Linked DNA regions of Mus musculus: all the other regions are linked to region 1. Evidence: chromatin contacts called from public HiChIP or PLAC-seq and promoter capture Hi-C data. All regions are on one chromosome and are shown on one strand. Each heading gives the region's core, a stretch centred on a gene start, on an enhancer-like site or on the middle of the called end of the contact. The rest is flanking DNA. Distances are from core to core; before and after follow the strand shown.

Region 1 (3,401 bases), core at 219-2,718:
GCCAGCCCTGTTAAAGGGAGATAGGATCCAACCAGCTGTCGGGAAACATAGGCGATTACCCCAACAAGGCATCACCAGAGACAAAGGCCCTGAAAGAGGAGCCTTGCCTGCTGTCTGCCAATGTGGCTGAAATCCAGGCGCTCTGGGTCTCCCGTGGGGGCAGGGAGTAGGGGCTATGGCCATTTGCCTTGGGCCTGCCTTGTCTTGCTGAACAGGTCGTTGGGGTCAGGGGACAGAAGAAACAGGCTGATAATTTAGGGACAGCTGTGTGCTAAAGACAAAGAAAACAAAGATGCTCCTGGCTCTACCTTATTCACTGTGTCTGTCTCTGAGGATGTGGTCCCTGGTGCGGTGCTAATCAGTCCCTTGGGCTTCACTTGCCCTGGCTGGAGTCATTGCAAGGGGAGGCTAATCAACATGCCCACCACGCTTCCTGGATGGCTGGTCACCTTGCAGACAGGTGCCCTACAGTTCGGGTGCCCCCAGGTAATGATGTCTGAGGGTCAGGTGCGCGCTCATCCGCACCCACGTGACAGCTGAGAGCCGGACCCCAGGCCAGGCGAGTCAAGGGAACTGTCCCCAGCGTGTGCCCCGGTGGAGATCGTCGCCCCTCACCTGGCTCCACCCTCGGAGCGCTGCTGCGACTCGAGTCCCCAGCTCGCTCCCGCCGCAAGGCCGAGCCGGAGCCCCCCGAGAGCCTGCGGCACCGCGCCGGGCGGAGGCCGCCCTCACGGGGCCTGTCCCCACGCGGGGCTGGGCGAGCCGCCCGCAGGCCTGGGCCCGGCCGGCTCCTCCCGTGCCCGCCCGTCCCCGCCCGTCTTCCCGCGCGGGCCTCACTTAACTGTTCCCCGCTGGGGCGGCGGCGGCTGCGGCGGCGGCGGGTCCCGGCTCCGTCTGACGCAGAAGCAGCTTCTCATCGCCCGGGCGGCGCGGGAGGAGCCGGGCCCGGGGCCCAGGCGGCTGCAGCCGGCGCCGCAGCTCGAGCGCAGCCTCCCCGGGAGCGGCGGCGGCGAGGGGCGGGGCGCGGCCTGGCGGCGGCAGCGACGGCGGCGGCGGCAGCAGCGGCTCGGGCCGGGGCCGGGGCGGGAGGGGCGTGCAGCCTGCGGCGGAGCCCGGGAGCGCACCGCCCTGTGGCCCCCGGTGCCCTCGGTCCCCGCCCCCAGTCGGCCTCCGCTCGGCTCTGCTAGGCCTCGCCGTCCCCCTCGTCCACCGCTCAGCCCAGCTGTAGGTCCCTGCAAGACGCTCTGACACCCAGGCCTGCAGGCCCGGAGTGGCCCTTTGCAGAGACGCCTTCCCACCTGTCCCTTGTAGGCTTGACTGCACCCCGGGGCGATCCCCTCTGCTCTGCCCACAATCCGGCTAACCTAATGCGGTGCAGCCGGGCCTCAGACTGACCCCACTCTCAGAGCAGGTCTCAGCTTGCCCCTCTTGCTGGGCAAATGATTTACCCACAGAGGCCTGGGGGCAAGCCTTGAGGAGGGATCTAGTGTAGCATGCCTGCCCTTGCAGTGCCTGGGGAAAGGTACAGAAGTCAGGAAGAAATGGAGCAGGACCCTCAGGCTGTAAGAAAAGGAGGCATCAGCAGCCTTTGATCCCTGAACCACCTGCCCCTACACAGCCAGGCCTGCAGGCCCTGGAGGGGACATGTGCTAAACGGGATATTTAAAACAGAGGATCACACGGTAGCCGGCTTGGATTTGCTCAGGCATCGGGACTCATAGTCACACATCCTGTGCTTTTCCAAAATAGTCAGCTCCTGAAGCAAATGGTGCCAAGCAGGCTGTCAAGGAAAAGATCCCGTGGGGACAATTCTCAAATGTGTGCATACAATCCAGGTACTTGTGTCACTCAGAAACACCACTGATCCAAATGGGTTTATAACAAGTCCAAACGCACCATAAGGAAACAGACAATCTGTGTTCTTAACTGGTACAGAGCCCAGCACAGTGGTGCTCCATTTAATTCCAGCCCTTGGGATGCAGAGGCAGGCAGATCTCTGTGAGTTCAACACCAACCTGGTCTACATAGTGAGTTGCCCGAAAGCCACAGAGGATTTGAAAAGAGACCTTGTCTCCAACAAAAACTTGCTACAGGCAAAAGAAAAAAAAAACATATTTCCAGGTTTATCATAACCCTGATATCAAGATCTAACAGAGATAACACCACCAAGAACTCAAGTGCAGAGTTCCAATCCCTAGAGACCTGAATATATGTGATTTTATGAAGAATGCTTGCTGTCTAACAAAGTAAGTGTTGTGTGACACCCATCTGTCCACCTTTGGGAGACTCTATGGACACTTCTGGGAAGTCCCATAGTAAGACAAGACAAACAAAAGCCTGGTTCATTTGTTTAGGCAGCCATTTCCCAGAATCATCTGGGCCAAGAAAACCGCTCTCCCCAAAGCCTACCCGTTAACTACCCATGATGAGAATCAACACCATATCTGACTGTACTGGTTGGTTTGTGTGTCAACTCGACACGGCTGGAGTTATCACAGAGAAAGGAGCTTCAGTTGGGGAAATGCCTCCATGAGATCCAGCTGTGGGGCATTTTCTCAATTAGTGATTAAGGGGGAAGGGCCCATTGTGGGTGGTGCCATCTCTGGGCTGGTAGTTCTGGGTTCTACAAGAAAGCAAGCTGAGCAAGCCAGGAGAAGCAAGCCAGCAAGGAACATCCCTCCATGGCCTCTGCATCTGCTTCCTGACCTGTTTGAGTTCCAGTCCTGGCTTCCTTTGGTGATGAACAGCAATGCGGAAGTGTAAGCCAAATAAACCCTTTCCTCCCCAATTTGCTTCTTGGTCGTGATGTTTTGTGCAGGAATAGAAACCCTGACTAAGACACTGACATACATCATACATACATACATACATACATACATACATACATAGCTGTTGCCTATTAAATAAAATTGTAGCATTTTCTGATCCACTTGGCTGTTAAAACCAGCTCAAACTCTTCTACAGTGGTTCTCAACCTGGGGTGGTGGGGTTCACATATTAGATATTTATATTATGACTCATAAGAGTAGCAAAATTGCAGTTATAAAGTAGCAGTGAAATAATTTTATGGTTGGGGGTCCCCACAACAGGAATAGCTGTATGAAAGGTTCTCAGCTTTAGTAGGTTAAAGGTTGAGAGCCACTGCTCTATGATCAAGCAACATTTAGTCCAGAATTACAAAGAGAAAATATAATGTTAAGAAATCTGTAAATCTGGGTCTGGAGAGTTGGTTCAGAAGTTAGGAGCACCGGGAGTTCTTCTGGATGACTTGGTTCAACTCCCAGCACCCGCATGGCAGCTCCAGACTATCCAGGGTACACACGTAGCACACAGACATAGATAAAAATAAACATATCTTAAGAAATAATAAAATAAAAAGGAATCTGTAAACTCAGACCAGG
Region 2 (3,763 bases), core at 919-3,418, 780 kb after region 1:
AAGGAGATGACATCGACGAAGATCATAAGGCACTGCCATTGGAACACACCCCTCTACAGCTTGCATTGCTCCCTCTGCACCCTGGCTCCCATAATCCTCCACAGTCCTGTGAGGCTGGCTTTGTAGAAGGCAGACAGGGTCAGATCTCTAGGAAGCTAAAAATATCCTGTCTCCCTCTGCCTAGGATCAAAAGCGTGGGCCACAGCTGACCAGCTGTTGTTTTGTTGAGACAGGGTCTTACTATGTGGCCCTGGCCTAGAACTTGCTATGGAGACCAAGCAGGCCTCAAACTCACAGATCCACCTGCCTCTTCCGCCAGAGGACTGAAAGTCATCTGTCACTGTGCTCAGGATCTTGGGTAGCGCAGGCTAGCCAAGAACTCCCTGGGTAGTTGAGAGTGACCTTGAACATCCTTCTTCCACTTCCCAAATTCCCAAGTGCTGAGATTATAAACATGCGGGGACCACACTTAGACTCTCTCTCTCCCTCTCCCTCCCTCCCTCCCTCCCTCCCTCCCTTCCCTCTCCTAAAAATAGCCATCACAGCAGGGAATGGTGGTGTTAAGTCTTTAACCCCAGCACTGAGGACTGCAGAGGAAGATGGATCTCTAGTAAGCAGGAGGCTAGCCTGGTCTATATACTGAGCTCCAGGACAGCCAGGGCTACACAGAGAAACCCTGTCTCAAAAACCAACAACAAAGTCATCAGCAGAGCACGGGCTGCTCTTCCAGAGGACCTGGGTTCGATTTCCAGCATCCACATGGCCGCTCACAACCATCAGTAACTTCAGTTCCAGGAGATCCAACCCCCTCTCCTTGCCTCCATGAGCACTGCACACACATGATGCACAGACATGCGCTCAGGTACACAGGTACACATATACATGTAAATTTTAAAAAACGAGTGTTTTCAAATAGTCATGAGTAAGGAATAAATTTTATTCATAATATTAGGTCATATACAACCATTTAAAACTGAAGGTAGAGCTATAGTCAAATTATTTCATGAAGTATTCACTGGAGGACGCCTCTCAAGCAGTTCTGGTGAGCTAGAGAGTATGACCTCCATTTTCTGTACAGCTTTGATAAGCTTCCCCCTCCCCCCCCCCCACATCATTTCTAGCCTCCGCAGGTGTGATGGTTTTAATTGTCAACTTGACACAATGTACAGTCAACCTGGGAAGATCAAGGTGAAGGGTTGTCTAAATCAATCAGGTTGGCCAGTGCACTTGCCTGTGTATGTGTGGCTGGGTTATTTGTTGGAAATAATCCAATTGTTTGGAAACTTTGGTGGAAACACCCATTTGGTGGAATGTGCGTGGCATTATTTCAAGGGCTGGGCCCTATACAGGAGCGGGAAAAGGAGCATAAGAGGCATTCCTGCCTTGAGTGCCCCACTACGACAGACTGTAACCTGGAGCTGTAAGCCACATAAAGTCCTTCTCTTTTAAACTTGCTTTGGTCGGGGTATTTTCTCACAGCAACAACAGGGAAACCAGGACCGTGGGGCTCATGGCGATGCCCACACTGTGGGAGGGACATGTGGTCACCACTCTTTTTTTTTTTTAAAGATTTATTTATTTATTATATGTAAGTACACTGTAGTTGTCTTCAGACACTCCAGAAGAGGGAGTCAGATCTCGTTACGGATGGTTGTGAGCCACCATGTGGTTGCTGGGATTTGAACTCCTGACCTTCGGAAGAGCAGTCGGGTGCTCTTACCCACTGAGCCATCTCACCAGCAGCCCGTGGTCACCACTCTTGACAGATGAAATGGTCTCAGAGTGCGCGGTGCCACTGTGACTGAAGACGCAGCACTCCCCAGCAGCAGCCCCTGCAGAACGGGGTGTGAAGGCTCCCCGGTGTCGGGACTGTACTGCTAGGTCTTTCATGATGATCGGAGCCCTTGAGCGATGGACATCGATGTCGATGGCCGGACAGTAACTTTGATACGGAGTTGTCGTAGAGAAGCCTCATAGCTGGTAATGACCATCTCACACGACGCGGTGGACAAGGAGGCGCCGGCTGTATTCGCTTGTGTACCGTGGGAGCTGCACATTTGGGGGGGGGGTGTCTGTCTAGTGCTGTCCTGGTACAGGGTTCCTTCAATGCTCTGGAAGCTGGGAGCGACTGCTAAGCTCAGACTCACAAGGCCGCCTCACAGCTATTGCTTTGTACCTGTCCTTGGCCACAAGATGTCACCCAAGGAGCGGCAAAGCGGGGGTGGAGTGGGGGTCGTGGGCTGGGAGGAAAGCTGCCAGACAGGAATCAAGCAGGGGACAAGGGCAAGATCTCGACAGAGCCATCAGCAGATGCCACCTAACCTGACCAAGTAGGGCTACAACTGCGTTCTTCATGGGCAGATGCGTCGATGTGCTGGACACCGCTACAAACAGGCGCTCGGATGACACGGGGGCCCCACGGGCGCTGGGGTCTCGCGTGGACTACACATGATACAGAGGGAGCCGGGCACGGACGGTCTGGGTTCTACGGCTCCTCATTTGGTCATTTCCAGCAGGCCCACTTTATGTGGCAGTCAGTGGCTTCGAGACCCAGCACGGAAGCAGAGGAAGGGACGACCAGCGCATGCGCAGCCTGCAACCCCACCCTGGAGAGTTTATATCCAGTCGCGGTTGTCCCAGTCCTGCCTCCTGGGTAAGGGATGTGGCTTGTCGGTGCAGGCCCTCTGGGTTTCACTGCGCACGTATAAAGTGCCGAGATGCAAATGTACCCACAGCTCACCTGCAGACTGACTACAGCCCATTTGCACACACATGCACCGATCTGCAGCCAGCTACAGCCCACCCACAGCCCACCAGAGCCAGGAGAGGCTATGGGCATAATCTTTCCAAAAGGTGGGATCCCACTGAGTGACAGGTCTTGCCTGAATTTGGAAAGAAAAGATAGTTTATACTATCCACTCCCAGCAGCAAACATCTGGGGACCATTGCTTGTGACTGTGCAGGCAAGCAGGAGCACTAGGGGGCCAGACCTTACTGGAGAGGGAATGAAGGTGTCACTGGTCCTCCAAGGATATTTACAGGAGACAAAGGTAACACAAGTGAGAGGCTGGAGGAGCTATCGGGAAGATAGGCTCACTCGCAAAGGCAGACAGAGTATGTTTCCCGGCAGCTGCAGGCTTGGCTGCTTTACTTTTGTTAAGACTGCCTTGTGTGTCTTTGTGGCTTTTAGGCGGATGCTTGGGCATCAGGTGTCCTCTATCAGGGTCCCTGTTTTCTCACTAGTCTGGAAGCCAGCAGGCCCCAGGATCCTCCCTCAGACTTGGATTCCTCTGTCCTTCATCTAAGCCTCTGAGCTGGGACCACAGAGGTGTGAGGACACTAGAATTGTTAGGTCCTGGGACCCAAACTGATGGATACCACTCATAGCTTTCCCAATAGAGCACATTCCAATCTAGGCCTTGAATCCCAGCACTCTGGAGAGAGGCAGGAGTGAGTATCTTTGTGATTGGAGGCCAGCCTGGTCTACGTAGAAAGTTCCAGGACAGTCAGGGATACATAGAGAAACCCTGTCTTAAAGACCCAATGTCTGGAGCACACCCCAGAAAATGACCATTAATTTGATTGTGGTTACATCATCAGATCCCTTGAATGGGTTAGCCAGGAACCAGGTGAAGAGACACCATCTGTCCACAGACCTAAGTTACAGAAATCTTCTCACAACTATGAATTACAGGAGACCTAAGGAGGATAAAGTGAAAACTCACTTTGGACATTCTTGAGAGTGTCGTAAAATTCCATGTGT
Region 3 (3,363 bases), core at 649-3,148, 870 kb after region 1:
GATATTTTGAGAATGCTCCAACTGTAAACATAACACAAAAATATCTGTAAATTCTATTGGTGACAAACTCACAGGGATTGCTAATACTACTGTGGTTTGGTACTTGTTTTTATAACTAAAGGCAACAGTTTCAATTACTGGTTTGTAAATAAAGGTGTAATTTTACCTTCATTCTCACTAAAGACATTCTATCTACATTCAATGCACCGAGGAACCACGAGTTGGAAGCTCTAGTTCCCAGACCTCATCCTTTTTGCTCAAACTCAAAATTTTCATTTTATTAAGTTTAATTTAATTGAGTCTTAACGTTAAAAAAACCAGAGTCCTCGTCGTTCCTACCGCTTATCTGACTCCTCACCTTATTTCACTTTATTTAGAATTATGCCTTGGATCCCGCTCGTTTCTGAGGTCTATCCAGGCAGCACCCGTGACAATTCTGTCCGTCAATAAAAGTCGACAATTGAAAGAAGAGAGATGGACAGAACGGACACTTCAAGACCACCAGCAGCAAGTGCACAGACGCCAAGCCCGGCGCGCGTTTGCGGGTGCACGGCGTCCCCAGCCCGGAGCGTCCGGCGCGTCCCTGGCGGCGCTCCCAAGCCATTCGGTCCGCTCCTGGCCTCCCGGGCTCGGCTGCCCACCTGCCCCGGACGCCCACAGAGGCGACCCGCGCTACTGCGCCCCTTCCCGCCCCGTCGCGCTCCCACCCCATCCCCCCCATGCGCCCTGTGTCCCCGCCGCCTCAGGCAGGCTGCCGGAACCCGCACGCCGCCACCCCTCTCGCGGGGCCCGGCCGCGCGGCTTCCCACCCGAGCGACGCCGGGCACGGGGCAGGCCCGGGGCCCGGGGCGGGGCGGCCGTCAGGCGCGGGCTGCGGTGCTAGGCCAGACGGCGGGGCACGCGGTGCGGACCGGCCGGGGACGCGCACTCACCGGTGAGGTCATGCGGAGGACGGCGCCCAGGTCCTCGCTGGACTGCCTCTCGGCCTCGGAGCCGTCGCCCTCGCTGCGAACTGCCACCGCCGCCCAGCCGCCGCCACAGATCGCCAGTCGGTTTCCCTGCCTCCTGCGGCGGCGCTGCCCCCTCAGCAGTGCGCGTGCGCGGCGCCGCGGGGGCCCCTGGGATCGGTGGTCCGGACCACGGCCGCCCTTCCGCTCCCGGTCGCGAACCGCCTTGCCAGGACCTGTACGCCGATCCTCCGCCCTCACGTCTCCGTGTACCTGGTGCTAGAGAAGACGGGTGGAAGAAAAATGACACTCCTCTCTTGCTCGGAACATCATCCAATAGCCAGCCTCTCTCTCTCTCTCTCTCTCTCTCTCTCTCTCTCTCTCTCCTCTCTCTCTCTCTCTCTCTCTCTCTCTCTCTCTCTCTCTCTCTCTCGCTCTTCCCCTTTCACTTAAAAGCTATGCCAATTGGACGGTATCTTCATTTTTAACTTATAAATATAATTTCCCACTTCTCGTTTTGTCGATTTTTATTGTAACTGTGTTATTTAAAAATAACATTACATTAAATAAACTGTAAACTGTGTTACATTAAATAGGCTTAGGTCGGTTTTGTTTTTTCAAAAAAAAAAAAAAAATGAAAGGACGCGTCAAGTTAGCAGAAGTGAACAGTCCCAGAAACCTTAGAGCTAGAACATACCTTAAAGGTCATCGGTGCAGCTCCCACCCAAGCAGGAATGGCCTCCACGTCTCACTTCTGTTTCGGATGTTCCAGTATCAGCTCACTACCTCTCAGGAGTACAGCCTGCTCCTCTCTGTTGCACAGCTCTAAATGTTAGAAAGTTCTGCCTTCTGCTGAGCTGAAATCTGCTTCCCTTGTCTTTCCTCCCTTTGCAGGTAGTTATTCTGCCTGGAAGCAAGGAGAATTGGTTCCCACTTGACAGCCCTTTAAAATATTGAAGACAATGAATATATCCTGCAACACCACGAGTCTCATGCTCCGCCCCCAAGGTGGGGGGAGGGGGAAGTGAAAACTCATCTTCCCAACTATTCAAACATAAATCAGATCCCAGACAGCTTTCCACCCGTCTTCCATACACCTCCTTTAAAAATCATCAGAATTGAACTAGCATGGTAGCTCTCACCTGTAATCTAAAACCTTTGGGAGGCTGAAGCAAATGTCTCAGAATTAGACAAAAGTTTAAACCAGCCTGAGCTACACAGGATGTCTAGACCAGCGGGAGCTATCCTTTGAGACCCTGCCTCAAAAGGAAATTCTTTTGTCACAATTTGCTTCCTATTTGCTACTTTGTTACAATAGCATTGTGGGTATCAAGTAAAATGTCTTTGGTACCATGTTGCCATTCAACAGAGTTCAATTAAAGATTATCAGTCGGGTCTGTTACATTGTACAAAGCACCAACCAGATGAAAAAGCAAGTGGATACAATTTACAATATAAAGTGGAGAGTATCTCCCATAGATTGAGTTTTGTAACAATAAACTAAATTACAAAGTGCTATGAAGAATTACAAAGTGTTATGAGATTCCAGAGAAAGAGACCATATTGAATTAAGAAATCAAGACCTAGGCTGAGTTTTGTGGCCCATGACTTTAATCCCAGCAGTTGGAAGGCAAAATCAGACCAATCTCAGAGTTCCAGGATAACCAGGATTATACAGAGCCCCTGTCTCAAAAGGCCAAAGAAGAAAAGAAAGAAAGGAAAAGAGATTTGGCTGTGACTAGATTCCAAGGTAGATGAGTCAGGATCCCAGCACTCAAGAGGCAAAAACAGGCAGGCGGAGGCAAAAACAGGCAGGCAGATCTCAAGGCTAGCCTAGTCTACAGAGCAAGTTCCAGGACAGTGCTACACAGAGAAATCTTGTTTAAAAAAAAAAAAAAAAAAAAAAAGGAAAAGAAAAAGAAAAAGAAAAAGAAAAAAAATCCAGAAAAAGAGAGGGGGAGGATATAAAATTTGTAGACTGCATAAGGGAAAACCCCCTTGAACAGAAGATTGTGTTCAAAGGCTCCAGAGCTCCAGAGCACAAAATCCACCTGCCTCTGCCTCCCAAGTGCTGGGATTAAAGGCTTGTGCCACCACTGCCCAGCTTGAAGAAAGGCTTTCAAAGACACAAAAGGAAACCTTCAAGTAAAGGCATTTGCCACCAAACCGAACCACCAGAGTTTGACACCAAACACCCCACATAGGGGAGGAAGGATAAATGACTCCTGCAATATTTTCTGACCACCACTGTGGCAAAAACTTGCCCCCCATAAACAAACAAACAAACACACAAATAAATTGTGTGAATGTATAAATGTGTAAATACATAAATGAATATACATAAATAAAAAGAAAGGGAAGGGTTCTAAAGAAGCTAAGAGTTATGAAGTAAGTAGATTGTGCATTGTAAGTACAA
Region 4 (3,812 bases), core at 1,275-3,774, 880 kb after region 1:
CCTTGAATTCACTCTGTAGTTCAGTTACACATAGAATTTGTGATCCTCTTGCCTCAGACTCTTGAATACTGGGGCTACAGGCCTGTGACACTAGGTTGGGCTTAGGCATCAAGTTTCTAAATGTTAGAAAAATTAGTTGTAAGCATTTCCTCCATTAATCAAGAGACAGAATGAGGGCTGGAGAGATGGTTTAGTAGTTATGAGCACTGATTGCTCTTCCAAAGGTCCTGAGTTCAAATCCCAGCAACCACATGGTGGCTCACAACCATCTGTAATGAGATCTGATGCCCTCTTCTGGGGTGTCTGAAGACAGCCTACAGTGTACTTACATAAAATAAATAAATAAATCTTTTTTAAAAAAAAAGAGAGACAGGATGAAACTGAAATTTGATTTTAGTGTAAACTGACTGCTGTAATATATATACAGACAAGCTTGAAATGACATGAAGTTGTAATGTGGTCAAGTAGTGATTTCCATTTTTCCCCCCTTTGAGGTAGGGTCTCAACATGTAGCCTTGGCTGTCTTTGTACTAACCAGGCTGGCCTCTAACTCAGAGAGATCCCCTGCTTCTGCCTCCTACGTGCTGAGACTAAAGGTGTGCACCAGTAGATTGGGCTTAGTGATTCTATCTTAATACTAGTCTGATGCAACCCAAAGGAAGATCAATGTTATGACAGTATTACAAGCCTGACTGAAAGAGCTGTGTGATGCAACTTCTATAGCAAGGATGGAGTTGACTGAGTCACTAATCTTTGAGGAATGAGAAAGGAAAAAAATTCCTGAACACTGATTCATAGGCTCAACATTTTAGTGACTGTGCGTGTGATGTTTTAGTAGTATTTGCACAGTGTACTTATGAAGCTCAGAATACATTTAATAGGAATACTGGAGTCATTTCCTGCCTGTAATAAATGGCCCAAGTAGCCTTCATAAGCATGTCTATAAGGACTTGGGGTGCAGAGATGGTGGACCTGAGAGTTCAAGGCCAGCCTGGTGGACATGTTGAGCTCCAGGCCTGGAGACAGATGTCAGTTGTGTAGCATGCATAGATGCAAGTCCCATGGTAGTACATGCCTATGCCTGAAGTTCTCAGCACTTGGGAGGTATAGATAGAAGAAACAGAAGTTCAAAGTCATTTGCTACACAGTTTGAAGACTGGGGGTGCATGAAATTTGTCTTTAAACAACAAAAAAGGGTGGTGGTGGTGGGAATCAATAGTATAAATTATGGAGTAAAATCAACCGGGTTATTAACTATATTCTCAGCACTTATCAATCGACCATTCTAGCTATTTAATCGCTCTTGGTCTCAATGGTCTCTTCTGGAAAATGGGAAAAATGTACCAAGACTTGAATATGAATAAATGACACATGGAAAACACATAGGAGGATCAGTAGTTATAGACCAGCTTGGGCCTGTGTACAATGCCTCTCAAAATACATAAAACAAAACAATGAAGTACATAATAAGCTCAAGTAGTAACTTGTTTTGTTTGTCCCCCAACATACTATTATAAAAGAGTAAAGCATCAGCAAGACTTTTTTGTCTGCTAAACGTCTTTAGCATTATCAGCCCTATTCCAAGAGTCGAATAGGGTGGTGTCAAGAAGGAAGAGGGAAAGAGGAAGGACTTATAAATAATAACCAGTGTCATAAATGGAAATGCTATGCTAGAACAGGTTAGCGAACAATAAGGCGCTACGAGAGAGAGAGAGAGAGAGAGAGAGAGAGAGAGAGAGAAGAAAAGATACATCTCATGGTGGAAAGTGCTCGTTTGACCATAGTACTGAATCTCCGCGGCGGAGAAAGGGAATAGGTTACAATTGGCCAGGCCAATCCTGGGACTTAACCCCGGCAAAGGGAAGATTCGAAAGGCCTGGAAAGACACATACGGCTAGCCTTGGGGTGAAGGAGAAACACGGTTAGCTGAGAAGCACCAGGATTCTCAGCGAGGCAGAATCCAGATCAGGCCCCAGCTCGAGACGTGCAGGCCGGGCGAGTAACAGGGCCTGGACTCTGGGACATCCGAGAACGTGTGGAGGCTGGGGAGGGCGATCACAGCTGAGGCCGGGCAGCTCAGGACGCGGGGAATCGAGGAGGAGAAAGGCCGCGTACTTCTTCAGAGTGAGAGACAGAAAAGGAGACCCCGAGGGAACTGACACGCAGACCCCACTCCAGTCCCCGGGGGCCTGGCGTGAGGGGAGGACCTGAACGGTTACCGGCGGAAACGGTCTCGGGGTGAGAGGTCACCCGAAGGACAGGCAGCTGCTGAACCAATAGGACCAGCGCTCAGGGCGGATGCTGCCTCTCATTGGTGGCCGTTAAGAATGACCAGTAGCCAATGAGTCAGCCCGGGGGGCGTAGCAATGACGTGAGTTGCGGAGGAGGCCGCTTCGAATCGGCAGCAGCCAGCTTGGTGGCATGGACCAATCAGCGGCCTCCAACGAGTAGCGACTTCACCAATCGGAGGCCTCCACGACGGGGCTGTGGGGAGGGTATATAAGGCGAGTCGGCGACGGCGCGCTCGATACTGGCCGAGACAACACTGACCTGGACACTTGGGCTTCTGCGTGTGTGTGAGGTAAGCGCCGCGGCCTGCTGCTAGGCCTGCTCCGAGTCTGCTTCGTGTCTCCTCCTGACCCCGAGGCCCCTGTCGCCCTCAGACCAGAACCGTCGTCGCGTTTCGGGGCCACAGCCTGTTGCTGGACTCCTAAGACTCCTGCCTGACTGCTGAGCGACTGGTCCTCAGCGCCGGCATGATGAAGTTCACTGTGGTGGCGGCGGCGTTGCTGCTGCTGGGCGCGGTGCGGGCCGAGGAGGAGGACAAGAAGGAGGATGTGGGCACGGTGGTCGGCATCGACTTGGGGACCACCTATTCCTGGTAAGTGGTATCCGTCGAAGGAGGAGGGGGTGGGGAGGAGTGGGGCGTGGCCTCCGGGGCCAGCGTGAGAAAGTGAGGTGCTGATTCCTTTTCTGTGGGGTTTCCCCGTCAGCGTCGGTGTGTTCAAGAACGGCCGCGTGGAGATCATAGCCAACGATCAGGGCAACCGCATCACGCCGTCGTATGTGGCCTTCACTCCTGAAGGGGAGCGTCTGATTGGCGATGCGGCCAAGAACCAACTCACGTCCAACCCCGAGAACACGGTCTTCGATGCCAAGCGCCTCATCGGACGCACTTGGAATGACCCTTCGGTGCAGCAGGACATCAAGTTCTTGCCATTCAAGGTCGGACCCGTTTTTTTTTTCTCATGCTAATGGGGCGGCTGGGGTGATAGGAGTATTTAGGGGTTGCCACTTGGCCAAAAACACTGTTCAAAGGACTTAAAAGAATGTGTTCGGAATTTATGTAACGGTTTTACATCTAGTCGTTTTTAGTGTGTTATAAAACATGACACACTGTTAACAATGTCTAGAAGTTGAAACAGACTAAAACTGTCGATCTATCTACAATACAGCTGTGCTCAGTTTTAGTTGTGATTTCCCCCTAAGGGACAGAGATGAATCAAGCTATGGGAGGGAGGAAATGGATTTTTTTTTTTAAATCGTTTGTGGTGTCATTGTTTCCTCTTCGGAAAAATTACCTTTAAATTACTTTATGCCATAGGTGGTTGAAAAGAAAACTAAACCGTACATTCAAGTTGATATTGGAGGTGGGCAAACCAAGACATTTGCCCCAGAAGAAATTTCTGCCATGGTTCTCACTAAAATGAAGGAGACTGCTGAGGCGTATTTGGGAAAGAAGGTGAATAACGTGTGAAACAGTGTTGAGTGTTTGATTGCTGTTGCTCCCCCTCGATGACTTGTGTAGGGAA
Region 5 (3,665 bases), core at 218-2,717, 940 kb after region 1:
CCATAAAGCTGTATGCAAAACCACGCACGCACACACTGGCATATACATGCTCCCTCCAACATCCTACATAGACACAGACATATAGACACACTAAAAATCATTTTTTTAAAGAACAAAAAATAAATACTCATTGTTGTTGGGAAGGTTGTCTCCTTGCCTCCCCTTTCACAACCAGTTAAAAGGTAGGCCAGGCGTGGTGATACATGCCTTTAATCCCAGCCCTCGGAGGCAGAAGCAGGCTCTGTGAGTTTGAGGCCAGTCTGGTCTACACAGAGGATTATGTGTACAGAAAAGTATTCTGTGAATATTGAGGAAGCTGATTAAATATTGCTTCAAGAGAGAACTGGAAAGAAAAGGGATGAAGTCCCTTTTAACAAAACATCTTTTTGTATTTAAAACCATGTGACTACACTATTGTAAAGATCTTTTCCTCCTTTTGCTTGTGATATTTAGAAAATTGTTTTTACTGTTCCTTTTTGTTTTGCTTTTTGTTTTATTTTGTTTTTTGAGACAGGCTTTTGCAGTGAAGCCCAGACTGGTCTCACAATTCACAAGACTGGAGTGCTGGGACTGCTGGAGTCCACAACCACCCTTGGCCTAAAAGCCATTAATTTAGAGACTAATCTTTTAAACCTTTGAAAGAATACAAATAATGTTTATAAAACACGGGCTCTGAAATTTCACTTGTTGGGTAACCATGGGCAAATCATTTCTTGTGTTTCAAGCCAAATTTCCTCACTTGTAAACTGTCGCCTGGTACTGTTTTACCTACAAGATTGTTAGGGTTAAACAGCGTTCTGTACAGTATCTGGCACACTATAAGCCTACAATAAATGCCAGTTACTGTTATAATGTAGTACTAATACTGTCATTTCTCCCCTTTTAAAAAGAAGCATCATCTCAAATACACACCTGTTTTCAAGGCATACACACAAGCATGGTGCCTTCCTACACATACTACTACGTTCTGCATTTTATAAACCACCTGTCCACATTTCATCATCTTTAATTAATTAAAGTGCTAGCCTTGGGGCATCAATGTTAACTCGTTTCGCGGCTAGGAAAAACCGAAGCACCAGAAGGCAGGAACTCTTAGCTCTAATTTTCCTGTCTAAAATTAACTCCGAGTCTCTCAGCCCGTTCGTGACTCCCTTGGTCCCCTGCTCCTGGAGCCGTGTTCCGCGCGGCACTGACCTGAGCGAGCGCCCCGGGGCCCGGGACCTCGCGCCGGGCTCACACCGACTAGGCGCGCTCGGGCCGCCAGAGCGTCGCAGCGGCCGGGTCCGCTCCACAGCCATGGCGCCTGCGGGGAAAGGGAGAAAACAGGCCGGGGCGGCGGGTCAGTAACGCCGCGGGCGCTGGGGATTCCTGTCCAGCCCGGCCCGGCCAATCGCAAATACAGACCTGGACCTACGGCCGCTGCTCTGGGTCCGCAGCCTCACAGGGGAGCGGCTTCCGGTGCTGCTGCGTCATCTCCGCGCGCCATTCCGGCGCCCAGCGTCGGGCGGAAGCGGCTCTACTTCCGTCTCTGCCCTCCAAGTACCTGGGAAAGAATGGCCCCGACTGTGGAAAAGGGCCGAACATGTGCTGTACCACCGTCTGCGCTTACACCTTATGATCCTGAGCAAGGTGGACCTCTAGATTTGCACAATGTTTATTTTCCTCATCTACTTTTTTTTTTTAACCAAGTTAGGGTAATATTTCACAGGAGAGAAAGGGCTAAGGCTCCAAATCCACATGTGACGATATTCAAACAGCCCATTGACACCTGGCACCTCCCAAACACGATTCTGACACAGCTGAACAAATCCCTAACTGCGCGAGGTCTATGTCTAGTCGTAGGAGGAAGACAGGACAAATAACAAAGTATACTGCAGGAAGCAAGGACAAAACATGGTAAGGGAGTTGGGTAGGGGCTGGGTTAAGCTCGAATCCCAGGACATACATGCACGCTGTCCAAACGTGGCCACTTAGCCACGGAGACAGCTGTTCTCCGAAGCGCTTGTTACATATCAGCTAACTAGCGTGAAGCCTTTAGTCCCCCCAGATAGAAGTGGTAAGCAAGAAGCTCTATAAATGCTGCTGTGTGAAAGCTTTGCCTGTCTGTTTGATGGGACAAGGTTTTTCTGTAACTCTGGCTGACCGGGACCTCGCTCTGTAGACCAAGCTGGTCTTGAACTCAAAGATCTGCCTGCCTCTCCCAATAGCTTGGGACTAATGAATGGTGTGCGCCATCATTGCCCAGTTTTTGGTTTGTTTGTTTTTGTTTTTCCTATTTAAAGCTTTTGTTTCCCTTGGGTTTTTTTTTTTTTTTTTTTTTTTTTTTTGGGTTTTCGAGACAGGGTTTCTCTGTGTAGCCCTGGCTGTCCTGGAGCTCACTTTGTAGACCAGGTTGGCCTCGAACTCAGAAATCCCCCTGCCTCTGCCTCCCGAGTGCTGGGATTAAAGGCGTGCGCCACCACGCCCGGCTAGGGTTTTTTTTAAGAGTTATTTATTTTATGCGTATGAGTACGCTGTAGTTGTGAGCCTTCATGTGGATGATGGGAATTGAATTTAGGACCTCTGCTCACTCCGGTCAACCCCGCTCCCTATGTGAGACCGGCGCTCGCTCAGTCCCAAAGATTTGTTATTATAAATAAGTACACTGTAGCTGTCTTCAGACGCACCAGAAGAGGGCGTCAGGTCTCATTACAGGCGGTTGTGAGCTACCGTGTGGTTGCTGGGATTTGAACTCAAGACCTTCAGAAGAGCAGTCAGTGCTCTCACCCACTGAGCCATCTCACCTGCCCTGTTTTCCCTTGTTTTACAGCAGCCGCCAGAGCAACAAGGCGAGAAGGGCAAATGCTAGGAGGAAAGGGAGAAGGAGTTAACAGTTCTTATACAAGCCTTGGGTGTCTGGTCTCTTAGATCTAATTAGATCTCTTAGATCTGTAGATCTAATTCCTTAGCCCTTAACGCCTGCTAGTGTTGCAACTCTTGGCCCACAATCCCTGAGAATCTTGGCTTTAAAGACTTGACAACCAAGCTAGAGATAGTGGCCCGGGTGCATACTCCCAGCACTTTAGAGGCAGAGGTAGCATAATCAAGAGCTCAAGGTCTCCTTTCCGGGTTGGGGAGGTGAGCAGGACCCACAGTCTCCCTTCTCAGTTGTTACAAACTTTTCTTCTTCAGCCCTCTCTTGCTTTCTATTTCTTCTGTCCTTCCTCCATTCCTGACCACTCTGAAGCCTCTCTGCTGCTGCTCCAGCTGTCACTTTCTAAGTTTTCCATGCTGACTGATTCTCTTGCTGCCACCATGAGTTTCCCATCTGCCATCAGTAAGCCTTTCTCTGCTGTCTGTGTAACCAGTTCACGGTACTGAGAGTTGGTGGGATCACTGGTGAGACAGGCTTTTTACTAGGCTTAATGTTGCAACAGGAGGGGGAGAGGTGTAGGACACTGTCTCCCAGCCAATCCCAGTCATCTGAGTGACTTGATTGCAACACTCTTGATTACACAGCCAGAGAAGGGACTGAATCAGTCACAATTATGAAAGTTTATGTTTGGGCCAATCTCAGCCTTTCTCCTTTGAACCAGTCATAGCAGTCAGAGAAGCTTTGAGGCTCAAGAAGTGCCCCACCTGTCATCTAATTTCACTAATAGTTTCAAGGTCATCTAATTTCAAGG
Region 6 (3,416 bases), core at 132-2,631, 980 kb after region 1:
TTCAGGGCAGATGCAGAGAGGAACAAATGTGTTTCCTAACCACAAAGACACACACAGAATTATAACAAGGGAAAGGTATCCAGAATTATAAACAGAAAAATGATAATGTCATTATGGTGTCTGACGAAGAGCCACTTGCAGCTGGAGAAAGACTTTTTTGGGGAGGTGGCACATGGGCTGGGTCCACAGTCAGTAGAACTGGTGTGAGAGGAGTTCAGAAAGTGCCAAGTCATGCTCTAGGAACGTTAGTGATGGTAACACGGTAGTGGAACAGATGCGCTCAGTGGAGTAAATGAAGGAGAGTAGCCTGGAAAAGCAGACTGGAAAGCTACCAGGAAGGGCCCAAATACCAAACTATACAATCATGATTTCCACAGACAAGCTAAGCCAACTGACCTGAGACATTAGTTCTGGTTGCAGGGTGAGGGCTAGTCAGAAAAGGAAAATAACCACTAAAATACTGACTGTTAAAACCAACTTAGCAGACGTAGCAGGAGTAAGAGATGTAGCAGAAGGGAGGTAAGAAAGCGCACTGAAAGCATTCAGTGCTGACTGACTGGAGCTCACTATCTTTTCAAATTAAAATTCAAATACAAAAAGCACATTAAATGATCAAGTTAACAAATACAAGACATTTCTAATTTAATGCTATAGATGCATATTCATCAAAAGTTGCTATCCTAACATTTTAATTCCAGTTGCACATTAATAACTTCTACATATAATCCTGGGTTATGCAGTTTACTCTCGCTTGTAAGGGGTATATAGTGGATTAATTTACACATAAGCTTTACAATTTTCCTTTTTTTTTTTTTTTACATTCAACACTTTCATACATACACAGATCGGCCGCGCAACGTTACGCAGCAATAATTTATGTCCTTAATGATTTATTAATATGGTTGTTTCTAGTTTAAAGTTTTGCTGTCTCACAAATCTGTTATTCCGTACATTTTAATTCCACTGGACAAGCATTCACTGGATACTGAAATTAAAAGGCGTGCCGTGGACCCCGCCACAATATCAGCAGAAGATTCCTTCCGGAGAGGAGAACCGTCAAGACCCGGGCAACACACAGTTGTGGACATCTTGCAATTGGACAACCTGGACTTTTCTCCGAAAGACCCCTGCAGCCATCCCTACCCGCCCAAGCCCGGTGCTTCTCTCACCGATTGTTCTGGTTAAGCAAGGAGAACAGCGGGCGGAGGCGTAGCTCCGCCGCCTGCTCGCGAAGCTCGTGCAGCGGCACAGCCTGCACCACTGACTGCAGCGCACGAAGCTCCTCCAGCGGCGCCTCCAGCCGCGCCACCTCCCGCAGGAGCGACACAGCCTGCGCCGCCATCTCCCTGGCTCCCGTCTGCCCGCCCACCTACTAGGTTCCCAGAGCGCCTCTCTGAATCTCGCGAGATCTTACGGAGCGAAGCCTCCCAGCAGATCTGTCAAGTCTCGCGAGATCCTTTCTCAACGCGGTCCCCGCCCCTTTCTTTGGGGCCCGGAGTCTTGCGCGTGCCGGGAGACTAAGAGACTGAGACCGCCCAGGGGATCAAGAGGCTTTGTGCACGCTCTCCGCAGAGGCCTCCGTGACGGAACCGGGATGACTGAACCCGAGTCCGAGGCCAGGTGGCCATCAAGATGAGGCACATGGTCCCCGAAAACTTGGACGTGGGGCGCCGGTTTGACGTCTGTCAGCCAATGGAAGGCCTGATTAAGAGAAGTTTGGGGCCGATGTGCAGGAAGTTTTCGGCATCTTCCAGAGTCTGCGCGTGACGTAATCACCGAAGGACAGACATAGCATTTAGTGCGGAGAGAAGGAGCAGGCCATGGAGGGGCTGGCCTCAGACTCCGAGACCAAATGCACACAGAAGTGTCTGATGGAAATCAGTGGTCAAGGACAAGCTATATATATTTCGTGAAAGAGAGAGAGGAGAGAGAGAGGGAGAGAAGCTTAAAAATCGCTGCCATCTGCGAAACACGGGGTTGTTGGAGAAGAACCATTAAAAGCTAGTTGACAACCAACTATTTCAAGCCGTTGGAATGTCTGGTCAGAGTTGTAGACCTCATTTGGTCCCCTGTGCCAAGGAGATGAGTCTGTTTTGGAACGCATGGCTTCCTGTTCTTTTACGGAAAGAGACAAAAATCCAGGAAGCTTAGAGGAGACTAAGGATGGGATGCCCATCTGTATGTGTGTTCGCGCGTGCATGTCAGGGACTCAGGTGACAACAATAAAACTCTGCGACTTTACAAAGACCCTAATCCCACTCTTTTGGAAAAGGTTAAACTACCCGTTTCCCCATTTTATGTCATACACACGGAGAACTGTCACTAACCGTTGTCTTCTCTTTTCGTTACTTCACGATTATCGTACCCTTGAAGCCTAGAAGCTAATTGGCAGAGAAAACTCTTGAATTAAAGGTGTGGGTGATTATGAACAGAAGTCCCAGGCATTCAGACTCCTCCCCAGCCCTCCAAACTCCCAGGGGCTTGTTTTCTGTAGCCCTTGGATCATAATATTTTCCAGACATTCAGGAATTATATCAAGAAGACATTTGACCACTTTGCTCCCTGCGTTGAAAAAGAAAACTCACTTAAGTAACACAGCAGCCTTATACTACTTTTAGTAGTTGTAAAAGAAGTTTAAAAAAAAAAAAAGATGACACATAGCCAGTCATTCTTAAAGCTTGCGAGAAACTTAGGAGTATGTTGTGAGTGGCCACACACGTTTCCCTAGAGCTGATGAGATTTAAAAAGAATGGAGAATTGATTTGGTTAAAAATAATATTGGGAAAAGTGAGCCAAGAGTCTATATCCATAGACAAGAAGACCAATCCCTGCAACCACAGACTGAAGATGACTCTAAGCAAAGCGAATGTTGCCTATGCTAGGCCTCAGCCCTCACTGGTTGCAATTGCCCTGGATCCTGGCTTGAGATGGCTCAGCAGATAAAGGCACTTGCTGGCAAGCTGAAGACCTGAGTTCCATTCTTTATGGTATAAGGAGAGAGCTGACTCGTACACGTTGTCTTCTGAATGCCACACCGTGGCACATAGTCTTAAGTGCTGGCACATAGAGACATACACATGCCACAATATGTGTGGAGGTCAGAGGGCAACTTGCTCTCTTTCCATCATTTGGGTTCTGGGATTGAACTTAATTCTTCAGGTGTGGTGGCAAGCACTTTTACCTAATGAGCCATCTCTCTGGCTCAAACTCATCTCTATTGGCTCAATAGGTTGTCTATTTTGTTGAACTAAAACACACACACACACACCAGAATAATCTAGATACAAAATAGTGCCATAACCAGTTTATGCTGTGTCTCTTTCCCTATGTCTGGAGTTGTAATCATTGTCAAGTTAGGATATGTCACATTAAAGAGCTAAATTAAAAATTTGGAAATCTTTGAGCCAATGCAGTAT
Region 7 (3,314 bases), core at 247-2,746, 910 kb after region 1:
CATAGTGAGTTCTAGGACATCTAGGGCTAACCCTGCCTCACCTTGGCCCTAGCATGCCATAGAAACCAAGTTTTCTGGTCTCTATCTTTTTGCTGTTATTTTCGGACAGGATCTCACTCTGTGGCTTTTTGGGGCCTTGCCTGCAATACTGGGCTTTCTGTTGCTCCTCTGACTTTCATAACTTGCACTGCCTCACCCAGTGGGAATTTAATAAAATTAACAAGCATTCTGTGGTAATTACTGCCGCCCCTATCTTTCCTTCCTGTAAATTTTCACACTGCTAGTGGATATTTAAAGCCAGTTTCAAGGAGTTGGCATGGCTCTGTGGTAGAGTGTCTGTTTAGCATGGGCAAAGCTCTGGGTTCAAGTCCCAGAAAATTTCAAAGGTTATTTAAAGAGATTACCCCTTTCCAGTCTCTCAAGTTACTGCTCCTGCCTCAGGGATTAGCAATATACATCACATACACCCTCGGCAGGAAGGCTTAATCAGGACTTGGGTTTAGACCACAATATATATGACTGTATCCATTTAACCACCATATTACAGGAGTCATTCTGAACGTAATTATCTTTTCTTTTAAACTCATTACTCATTTAGAGACACGGTCTTATGTACCTTAGGCTAGCCCCCACTCATTATGTAGCCAAGGATGACCCTGAACTTCTGCTTCTCTTGCTGCCACCTCCCAAAAGCTGGAATTACAGGCAAACACCACCATACCTTTTTATGCCTTCTGGAGATCAAACCCAGGGCTAAGTTCTCGATAGGCAGGCAGTCTACCAATTGAACTACACCCTTACATCCCTGAATGTAACTATCTATTTAAAAGTCTGTAATCGGCCAGGCATGGTGGTGCACTACATGGCACTAGAGAGGCTTGAGGCAGCAGAGGCCAGCTTGAGCTACACAGTGAGACTTGTCTCAAAATAAAAGTAACAGAAAAGTATCGAAACTAGATTCCAAAATGTTAGCATGTCCGGCCTTCTGATTCATTCCGATAACTTACCAATGGACCTGCAGAGTGTAGAAGTGAAGGACAAACGAATGAAGAAAGGGAATTAAAGGAGAGTTGGGCCGATGAGGCCCACAAGCGGGCTAGGCTAATGACCACAGGGTCAGCCCAGAGCTTAGAGGGGCCGGCGTGGCGGGGACTCTCCTAGCCACCTCCTTTGCGTCCCCTCTGCCGGCCACATCTCCGCGCGAAAGAAGTCGGGGTCAGGGAGAAATGGCTGCCAGCTTTCCCCAAAACTGACCGGCCGGAGACCATGGGTACTACCCCTCCCACCCAGTTCAAGCCTACTGCCTTAAGAGACCTCCAGCCCAGCACCTATTACCTGCCGCAGCCCCCGCATGTCCTGGACGTGGCTCCACCCATGGGGCGGAGCTTAGGAGCCCGTCCTCTTCCCCAGTCCCGGAAGCGCGTCCAGGCCAACCGCTCTACGCCTCCGGGTCTCCGGGACTACGCGCCAAACTTAGTCAGGGCCTCCCGGAACTCTGCGTACTGGTTGGCATCCGGTCCATAACTCCAATTTCGGGTCCCGACGGAGTTTGTTACAGCAGTCCTTAGTAGTGACTTCTGAAGGGGAAGGATGGGTTGGAACTCACGTAAGCCAGGCTGACCTTGAATTCTGCTTCAGGCTCCCGAGTGAGATTTCCTGCATGCCATAGGATGCTAGGTTTTGCCTGTGCAGGTTTGAGGTTGGTTCAAACTGTGGATCCTAAAGCGGGTTATTTCCATAATCGCTGTTTGTGGTTACAGCACGTTCCAGACCACAGGCCCTGGGCTTTCCGGGAGCTCACAGGCTGAGCAGAGAGATTAAACACGAAGGACAACTAGGAGGTCCTATTGTAAACGCTGAAGAATAAAAAGTTCATTGACACTGTATGTTCTTGGGGAAAGTTATTAATACTTTTGGTGTCTTCTCTCAGCGACACACAAATTTTAAGATTTCCATAGAGGTTGTAGTCGGGAATTTTTATGGAGGCCCAGAGCTGGTCCTTTGTAAAAGCCGTGATTATTTTTATCTAGACACAAACTACCTCTGTTGACAGCTTCATCTGCATCCTCTCTGATCTATGTCCTAGCTATAGGTGCCCCGTGACTTTCCTAAAACAAAGATAGCTCGCCTATGTGCCTATGTGTGAACAGAGTACCATACTCTGAGCTCACTAACTTCCCTCAGAACTCAAGACAGCCTAGAAACAGAAGTAGTGTGTCTTTAGTGGGAGAGGGAAGACAGACTGGCTTCAAACAAGCTCCCGCACTAAATGGGAAATGTCTGACGAGTCTGCTCCTCTCTGAACCCTAGTTTACTCATAGATAGAATGGGAATAGCAATATCGGAACACAGCTGTCTAGAGAATTTACTAGTGCAAGTAAAAGAAAAACTTGGGTTTTAATTTTGAGACAGGGTCTCATGCAGTCCAGGCTTGCCTCCCATCTCACTGTATACCTGAGGATGGTCTTGAACTCCTGATTCTGCTGCCTCCACCATACAAATGCTGTGATTTACAGAAAAGATTTACAATGCTCCCACTCCAATTTATTTATTTAGTTACTTGAAAATATAACCAAAATTCATGGACAAAGTAAAATTGGGCTACAGCTCTCTTCACAACTTTGCCATTATATTTCCAATACCTGAGTCTTTGTGATTGCCTGTAATTATCAGAAAGCTCCCATAGACTGCCAAAGAATTTAGAGGTATGCACTCACTCTGCTTTCTTTTTTTTTTTTTTTTAAGATTTATTTATTATATGTAAGTACACTGTAGCTGTCTTCAGGCACACCAGAAGAGGGTGTCAGATCTCATTACGGGTGGTTGTGAGCCACCATATGGTTGCTGGGATTTGAACTTGGGACCTTCGGAAGAGCAGTCAGTGCTCTTACCCGCTGAGCCGTCTCGCCAGCCCCTCACTCTGCTTTCCTTCTGGAGAGAATCAGGGCTAGGTTGGCTCTGCCATGTGCCCAACATATATTTAGACAGCGAGTCCTTCTCAGAGCTCCAGAATGTGCCTTGGGCCTTTTGGTTTGGATTACACCAAGAAGCCATGCTGGAAGGGTATATTATCAAGAAAAAATGGACTATCAGATGGTTTACATTGTAGAAACCAATTCATTTAGACTAGAAATCACATTCTAAGTTCTTGGAGGGATGTTTGAATTCTGTTTTTAAAAATGAGAGTCAAGGGGCTAAAAAGATGACTCAAACAAACCAACCAAGACAAATTCTTTTGTTTTGTTCTTCTTTTTTTTTTCTTTAAGATTTATTTATTTTACGTATATGAATACACTGTTGCTATACTCGGACAC

Evidence for each region. Promoter capture Hi-C pulls out the DNA fragments that hold promoters and counts their contacts. HiChIP or PLAC-seq counts read pairs in DNA pulled down with a chosen protein or histone mark.
Region 2: a contact with region 1 is called in a promoter capture Hi-C map of hippocampal neurons, with 5 times the contacts expected there. The contact joins the enhancer-like site here to the promoter of Mvb12b in region 1. A contact is called at or near these places in 12 of 39 promoter capture datasets (the 3T3-L1 cell line, 3T3-L1-derived adipocytes, cranial neural crest and 6 more), 9 of 115 datasets of contacts at active chromatin or transcription factors (SST interneurons, VIP interneurons, differentiating embryonic stem cells and 6 more) and 1 of 9 other capture datasets (embryonic trunk).
Region 3: an HNF4G HiChIP or PLAC-seq map of pancreatic cancer cells shows a contact between it and region 1. The contact joins the promoter of Gapvd1 here to the promoter of Mvb12b in region 1. A contact is called at or near these places in 5 of 39 promoter capture datasets (the C10 cell line, cranial neural crest, hippocampal neurons and 2 more) and 7 of 115 datasets of contacts at active chromatin or transcription factors (astrocytes, bone marrow-derived macrophages, embryonic forebrain and 3 more).
Region 4: an H3K4me3 HiChIP or PLAC-seq map of embryonic forebrain shows a contact between it and region 1, with 2.9 times the contacts expected there. The contact joins the promoter of Hspa5 here to the promoter of Mvb12b in region 1. A contact is called at or near these places in 2 of 39 promoter capture datasets (cranial neural crest and second pharyngeal arch cranial neural crest) and 4 of 115 datasets of contacts at active chromatin or transcription factors (astrocytes, embryonic forebrain, microglia and 1 more).
Region 5: a contact with region 1 is called in an H3K27ac HiChIP or PLAC-seq map of microglia, with 5 times the contacts expected there. The contact joins the promoter of Fbxw2 here to the promoter of Mvb12b in region 1. A contact is called at or near these places in 2 of 39 promoter capture datasets (embryonic stem cells and stem cell-derived epiblast-like cells) and 2 of 115 datasets of contacts at active chromatin or transcription factors (astrocytes and microglia).
Region 6: a contact with region 1 is called in a promoter capture Hi-C map of erythroid cells, with 8 times the contacts expected there. The contact joins the promoter of Psmd5 here to the promoter of Mvb12b in region 1. A contact is called at or near these places in 1 of 39 promoter capture datasets (erythroid cells) and 2 of 115 datasets of contacts at active chromatin or transcription factors (astrocytes and embryonic stem cells).
Region 7: an HNF4G HiChIP or PLAC-seq map of pancreatic cancer cells shows a contact between it and region 1. The contact joins the promoter of Rabepk here to the promoter of Mvb12b in region 1. A contact is called at or near these places in 3 of 115 datasets of contacts at active chromatin or transcription factors (astrocytes, microglia and pancreatic cancer cells).

What each region holds. Positions count from the first base shown.
Region 1 is chr2:33,886,478-33,889,878 of GRCm38.p6, forward strand. It overlaps Mvb12b (multivesicular body subunit 12B), which reads right to left and starts at 1,469. Exons shown (of 10, transcript NM_175184.4): 1 at 843-1,469. The coding sequence starts at 917.
Region 2 is chr2:34,669,318-34,673,080 of GRCm38.p6, forward strand. No RefSeq gene overlaps it. Among named protein-coding and RNA genes, the nearest start is that of Gm34372, 32 kb to the left of the region's middle. Within about 2 kb of position 2,169, at least 152 of the 459 cell types and tissues checked have an H3K27ac peak or open chromatin away from gene starts, as enhancers often do. A contact at or near this core is called in SST interneurons, VIP interneurons, differentiating embryonic stem cells and 2 more, where this site is marked.
Region 3 is chr2:34,753,334-34,756,696 of GRCm38.p6, forward strand. Gapvd1 (GTPase activating protein and VPS9 domains 1) reads right to left here and starts at 1,899. Exons shown (of 27, transcript NM_001356441.1): 1 at 1,645-1,899; 2 at 933-1,226.
Region 4 is chr2:34,769,566-34,773,377 of GRCm38.p6, forward strand. Hspa5 (heat shock protein 5) reads left to right here and starts at 2,525. Exons shown (of 9, transcript NM_001163434.1): 1 at 2,525-2,581; 2 at 2,664-2,881; 3 at 2,994-3,225; 4 at 3,605-3,742. The coding sequence starts at 2,757.
Region 5 is chr2:34,824,768-34,828,432 of GRCm38.p6, forward strand. Fbxw2 (F-box and WD-40 domain protein 2) reads right to left here and starts at 1,468. Exons shown (of 8, transcript NM_013890.4): 1 at 1,405-1,468; 2 at 1,195-1,303. It also overlaps a transcript of Gm34653 not described here.
Region 6 is chr2:34,869,581-34,872,996 of GRCm38.p6, forward strand. Psmd5 (proteasome (prosome, macropain) 26S subunit, non-ATPase, 5) reads right to left here and starts at 1,382. Exons shown (of 10, transcript NM_080554.2): 1 at 1,170-1,382. The coding sequence starts at 1,342.
Region 7 is chr2:34,798,416-34,801,729 of GRCm38.p6, forward strand. It overlaps Rabepk (Rab9 effector protein with kelch motifs), which reads right to left and starts at 1,497. Exons shown (of 8, transcript NM_145522.4): 1 at 1,336-1,497. The coding sequence starts at 1,353.